2 separate regions of the Anas platyrhynchos genome follow, and region 2 is linked to region 1. A link is a contact called in public Hi-C data. All regions are on one chromosome and are shown on one strand. The core of a region is the stretch at or near the end of the contact, and the rest is flanking DNA. Distances in the headings are between cores, read along the strand shown. Region 1 holds the start of PLB1 (phospholipase B1). Region 2 has its middle 36 kb from the start of PPP1CB.

Region 1 (3,180 bases), core at 348-2,847:
CAGTCATGTGCTCAGCTTAGACAAATTCACAGTCAGAAGCGTATTTGAGGCTTTTCGTTTGCACTTGTTTTTACAGGTATTCCTTTCTGAAAGCCATGATAGAAACGCCTAAGACCCTCCCTGCCAGCAGTTCCAGAAACCTGTGTTTTAAGGGGAGAGCCAAATATTAGGAGGCATTTCGCCTGCTTTCTGTTGCCTCACCACATGCGGAGAGGTGTATTCCAGCTCCTGCCCGAAATGACCAAATAAACTTCTGGTTTCTTCTTCTCCACTGAGTATTTGCAGTCTCTCCAGCAGATGGTAGCAGCCTCCTTTAAACTGGGCAGCGCTCCTGCCTGCTGCTGCAGGATTCCTGCCCTGGGGCTGATGTCTCTGCCTGCCCTTGGCATCCTTTCATGCCCTGACCCTCTGCTGCACTCCTGGCCTCTCCCGAGGTGGCAGATCTCCTGTTTAGGTCCGCAGCACGCACTGAGCTTACCAGCAACGTGGATTGCAGCAAGACAAGGCAACGGCACATCACGATAACACGTCTGACTGTGGTATATGATTTATTCATAGCCGTTCCACACTACTCTAATGGTCTACCCATTACAGACTGGGGTGTGATGGATGGAACAATGCAAGGATATGCTTCCTGAATAAAAAATTCAGGATCTAAAGCCTTGGCTAGGCAGTAGGATTAGCTGAAGCATTCACAAGGCACAGACAGGCTGAACCTTCAAGTGAAATGGAGAATCAGTCAGCTTTATATTTCAACAGTAAGTCCTCTGCTGTGCTGCTGTAACATCACAGTTCTGTGGGTGTGATTACATTACCCTCTGATATATGGCCTTTGCCTATTAGCAGCTGAAAGAACTATGTCCCTAACATACAGTAAAAGTTTGTGTGTGTGATGGCAATCATTTTGTGTTTAATTATGAGTGGTTGAGTGCTGCGTTGTTGGTTTTTCTTTAAAGGTGCAGCCATAGATTCATTACTTTGCATTTTAAAACACTGGTCCTATAGGTGAGGACACAAATAGATTGTCAGGGTTTCTGGTTTTCAATATTCTACATGAGGAAAAAGGAATGCAGGAAAAAGCTCCATTTGAGTGAGCAGATAAAGCAAAACTTAAAGGCAAGGTAGAGAAATCCATTGACTTTCCCACCTCTACCTCCCATACAATATATGAGGGGTGAAGCTCTTAGGTATTATTATAATCTACCTAAAAACATGGTAACAGGCCAGAAATTCTGACTAACATGTTTGAGAGCATGTATTTGAATATATGTTTGGGTGTTGCTCACTTTAGAGCTCTAATAGTGGCCTGACTTTTGGTTTTGTAGCGTTTCACTCCCTTGGGCCTAGATATGTGAAACAGGTACATTTGCTGGAGAAAATACAGAGGCACAAAACTGCTCTTAACCACCATGTTCCTCAGAAAGCTCTTCCACACAGTTGTGTCATTAACTTTCTCATCCAGGGCAGATGACAAGAAGACTGACACAACACAGGCAAGATCAGGTACAAAGTCTATCCAGCTGCCTGTCCCACCCAAGCAGCAGCAGGAGGTGCTTTAGGCAAGGCAGAAGATGTTCTGTAGACCATTAAGTAATTAGCTATGTGGCTGCAGTTCCCTGGGGTATTCCTAAATGCTGTCAGCTGGGGGTTGGCTCATGGGCTGCAGCTCTCCACAGCTTCTGTGAGATGTGGCTTTGTCCTTGCAGTGATGGAGAAGCTTCAGCTCCTCTCTGACACCTTCTCCGTCTGTGAGAAAATTCTCTCTTCTCTCTTGCCAGCTTCTTTGATCTTTGCTGCCACCTGCTATTTGCTATTCAATCTAGGAGCTATTTTGATGCTTGGGTGGTAGGAAGAAGTGTTTACAGAAGACTTACAAGCCTTGCAGTTAGTGATATTTCCCTTCTGGAGCACGTCACAGAGTCTGAAGACCTAATTCTTACTCTTGGAGCTGTGGTTTATGGCAAATGTATGAATTAACGCTACCTTCCTTCTTTTGCTTGGTGTACAGTGACGAAGAAGCTTTCTCTCTAAAATTTTAAACATTCCAGTTCTTTAAGGAGGCTGTTTCTCAGACTTAATGAGAAGTTTCTGCTGAGGAATGAAACAGCCACAAACCCTTGTACCTAATGACAAAGACCACTAGAGGAAACTCCCATCTGCACAGTGCCATACTGACTCACAGGCCATGATGGCCTTGACCAGCCTCACCTGGGGCCTCACCAGCCCTGCCAATGGTCCCAGGAGCTCTGTTTTAAGCCAGTTTGCGGAGCTGCTGGCCCATGGGTTATTCTGATGGTGTGTAAGCTTCTAGTTTTTTGCTACCTTACTCCTGGTCAAAGGAGCTAGGGTGTCAAACCAGGTTTCTTGTTGTGAGACCCTGATGTGGAACAAGCTCCTCTTTCTCGGAGTTGAATATGCTGTTATGTTGGAGGTGAGCAGCTGTTTGTACTGGTGAGGCCTATGGTATGTTTGTGCTGGGATGAGGTTAGAGACTGGGGGGTGGACGAACTTTTCTCCTATCTGCGCAGATTCTTACTTCTATGTTATTCTGCGTAATAGCTGTTCATATTCTAAATATATTTTTTACTTTCTCATTTTTTTGCAAAGTGAAGTGGGTGCAAGATCTGTGCAGTGCATTTCCTCAAATAATATCAAATTTCAGCCATAAAGCCATAAAAAGCCATTTGAAGGATGAGCTATCTTGCCTGAGATATCAGGGGTGTCAGTGGTTTGCTTAAGCATTTTAAGCTGTTTACTGAAGCAGTTGCCCTTCTTAAACATTCTCCTATTATCTCTGCAGGAGGTCCAGTTGGGTGTCAGGAGGCTCAGAAGAGACCAGAGGACACCCCAGAGCTTTGTGTGAGGACAACAGGATGCTCTTCAGGGGTTAGATCTGAATGCTGTAACTGAGGGAGTAGCGGAGTCTTGCTCGGGAGTGTAATGTTGCAGTGCAGCAGTCACTTGTGTGTGTTTGAATCTGCAGGAGTGATCAGGCTGCTGTGAAGGTGTTGTAGCCAGGGTTTTGCAGACTTGGGCACACTGTATGCATGCTCAAATACGTGATGCTTGGGCTGACTGCCTGCATCTAAACATTGATGTAGTCCTACTGTCTTGTTTGATACTGACTTGTGTGTATATAAAATTCCTCTGCAGTGCTGGAGTGCCTGTGGTGTGCTATAG
Region 2 (3,180 bases), core at 350-2,849, 160 kb after region 1:
GATATCTTAATTACACCTTTACCACATCTCTAGGAAAATAGATTTTATTAAGAGCGTGGGCTGCAAGGCTGAAGGCCCCAGTCTGTTGAAGGATTGATAGTAAACACCTTATTCCTTTCCTACTTAAGGCTCTTACCTTGAGGTACAACAACAAGCAACCGATATGCTGGTCTTGGAGGCTTTTGTCTTGCCTTTACCAGTTAGGATTAAGAAAATACATCCTATTCCTTGAATCTCTTGTTTGTACTAATTCTATTTAAAGGCAGTTACGAAAAGGACCCCGTCCAGTTGACGTTTTTGTAATTGCTCTAGCACGCAGATGCCATCTAGTGGTTGAAGCTCAGTGGATGAAAAGCTGCAGAACTGGCATTTTACTGCATGTTTATCCAGCACCCGTCTGATAGGCAAACCTCTCCTGATCAGCACTGGAATATATCCACAGTACTTGGCTTCATCAGAGCTCAGAGCTTGCTGCATTGAAACTAGGCTTCCCTCGGTAAGGAGTACAGATTTAGTTCCTGTACGTCTGATAGATCTCCAAGTCTGTTAAAATTCTCTGCGGATTCTTAAGGGGAAAAAGAAAAAATCAAAGCTGCCATAGAAATCATAGAAAGGAATGACCTCCTAGGCTTTGTCAGACTAGATGAAGGTTTCTGTACCCAATCCTGACTGGTTCTCTGGTCTTCCTCAAAACCGTGGGTGTGATTCTTGCCTCTGTCATTAGGCCACAGTGGTAAGTTGGGGTTTTAGCCCTTCATGGGCCATGTGGAACTGCAGGAAGCTTGTATGGGCCCACTCATTCCTATCTTTGTGCTTGCCCTAAAGTGTTAGGCCCTGTCTGCTCCACTAGGGGCCTGTCTCTGCTCACCCACATATGGGTTATGGGCCTCTTCACAGGACATAGTTGGGTTTGGACAGTTGCTCAGCCCTTCCACTTCAAGTGTGATCACCCAGCACAGGGGGCTTCACTTGAAATTACCTGGCCCCCTGACCTGTGCTTTTCTATGGTACAGACAATGAGGCGTGTATAAAGCTGGGAGGGTGTGATAACTCTGAGAAAGGTGTTTCAGCAAAGTCTAGGCTCAGAACAAGCAGATCCTTGCAGCTTTCTGCCAAATAAACACCTCTAAGCATCTGCACCTGATGAGTAGTATGCATCTGTTATAAAAGGTGTTCAGCTTTTGTAGCTGTATCTGGTAGTTGCGATCAAATAATGGCTTGTCCTCGGGGCCCCAGCATGTTGGCTCGAGGTAATGAAGCAGGCTGGGAGGAAATGGAGTTCTGAAGTTGTGGCTGGCTTGGGGAGATGGGATTGAGTGTACCTTGTGGGGCACTGCTGGGAATCATGCAGTCACTTGTCTGTCACGTACTTATGCCCGTCAGGTGTGAGAATGTCCCCATGCAGAGCTGCATATTCTTTTTTTTAGCTGGTAATGGAGAAATTTTAAAGTAAGGACTAAAGTATTTCATCATGTAGATGAACTGCTCTCTAAGAAATATGCTCACTCGTTCAGTGCTTGATACAGACTTTTGTCTGAGGTATCAAAACAGCCAGGAGGTGGCACCTGTGTACCACGAGTAAGAAAAGCATTAGCACATCAGGCAGAGCCTGCAAGGGGGCAGGTTTGCTGTCGAGGCTTTGTCAGTGCTTGCTTAGTCACCCATGTCTGTACAAGCAGGCTTCGTTAGGTGAAGCACTGTGTCCTTATATTACTAGTCTAAATCGAGAACTAATCATTTGTGAGCAGTTATGGTGAGATGTTTTTGAGGTGATTGGACACTATGTTCATACACAGTTACTCCAGCTGTATTTGTGTGGTTATGATTTATGCACGTAAATTTTTTATAGGTCACTTATCTCCCTAGTCATTGTTTGACAACTAGCGTCCTTTTCTTCATAAAAGAAAACCCAAGTGGCTGCAACTGATGATAGTAATGCTTTATGAATAAATGTTTGTTCTGTGCTGCAAATACAATAAACTCCTGCCCCCTCTTCACGTTGAAGTAGTCTGTAAGCAACAATTACTTAAGCAATAAGTACAATCACACACTTTTATGGTAAATAAGTGTCATGGTAGAAAACAAAAACAGCAAGGGACTTTGGCAAAGTGCTTGTGAGGATTTGAGTGAACATGCGAGTCCCTGACTCAGGCCTGCAGTCAGGGTTAGTTGCCTACTTGATGCCCATTCTATACAACATAGGCAGCAATGGCCAGCATTTCCTAAGGAAGATTTTTTTTTTTTTGCCTGGAACTCTTCCAAATATGGTTCTTGCTCAGTCTTTATCTGGTTTCTTTATTTCTTCCTTCACGTTAACCTTTTCAAAGAATGAGCAATAACAGATGTGCTTTCTCTGCCAATATCACAGGCGCTGCTTTGTTCTGGTGTGTTTGCTGACCCATGAATAGCCCTTGGAAGCAGAAAACACACAGTTTCACACCAGTGCCGTCTCATTGACAGTAGCACTGACCTGCCGCAGGGTTAATGTACAGCGTCCTAATTGACCTAGATTAGCTGCTCATCTTCCTACGCTAACAGCTACTGGACATTAACCTCTTCTGTTTCTACTTGTAACCGATGCCTTCAATCAAAACAGGACCATTGTGAGACATGAAAATCACGTTCCTTGCTTGGCTTTGTTACCAGCACCAGGGGGTGACCTGTGCTATGTGTTTGTTTGGCATGCTATAGTGGTCTTGCACGTGGCTGATAGATTATTTTTATGAAGGCTGGGGGTGAACACACTGATGTGGATTCTTCTCACTGGAGTCCCTTGTCAATGTCCTGGTGCTCCTAGCAGCTGTGGAAGATCCCACGTCAACACGTCTGTGAGGTATGAGTTGAACTTCTGAAACTTCACGAGATGCTTTTTGCTATTCCTGTCAACAAGCTTCATATGACTGTAATTCTCTGAAACCTGATTTTCCATTTGTTGTGTATCTGTCCCCATTCCTTAGAAAAGCAGCATGTCTTCGATGTCAGCAACCCATGTTATGGGATTATTGTGCGTCTTTCCATGTAGGAGATTGCACATAATGCCTTGTGCAACTTACCCAGAGAAAAAAATGGAGAGTGAGAACGTGGGAAGGATATATGTGTATTTTTGAAGTAGGCACCTCAGCCTACTGGAAAGTAGGAGTCTCATAGTTTTTACTGGAAAACACTCAAAACTCTTATTTA

Evidence for each region. A called contact is a pair of places that touch in the nucleus more often than the background predicts.
Region 2: a contact with region 1 is called in a Hi-C map of subcutaneous adipose tissue, with 5 times the contacts expected there. The contact joins the enhancer-like site here to the promoter of PLB1 in region 1. A contact is called at or near these places in 6 of 8 Hi-C or Micro-C datasets (F1 follicle, F5 follicle, liver and 2 more).

What each region holds. Positions count from the first base shown.
Region 1 is chr3:38,531,603-38,534,782 of IASCAAS_PekinDuck_T2T, forward strand. It overlaps PLB1 (phospholipase B1), which reads left to right and starts at 1,598. Exons shown (of 60, transcript XM_072035722.1): 1 at 1,598-2,431; 2 at 2,801-2,859.
Region 2 is chr3:38,692,277-38,695,456 of IASCAAS_PekinDuck_T2T, forward strand. No RefSeq gene overlaps it. Among named protein-coding and RNA genes, the nearest start is that of PPP1CB, 36 kb to the left of the region's middle. Within about 2 kb of position 1,600, at least 4 of the 8 cell types and tissues checked have an H3K27ac peak or open chromatin away from gene starts, as enhancers often do. A contact at or near this core is called in subcutaneous adipose tissue, where this site is marked.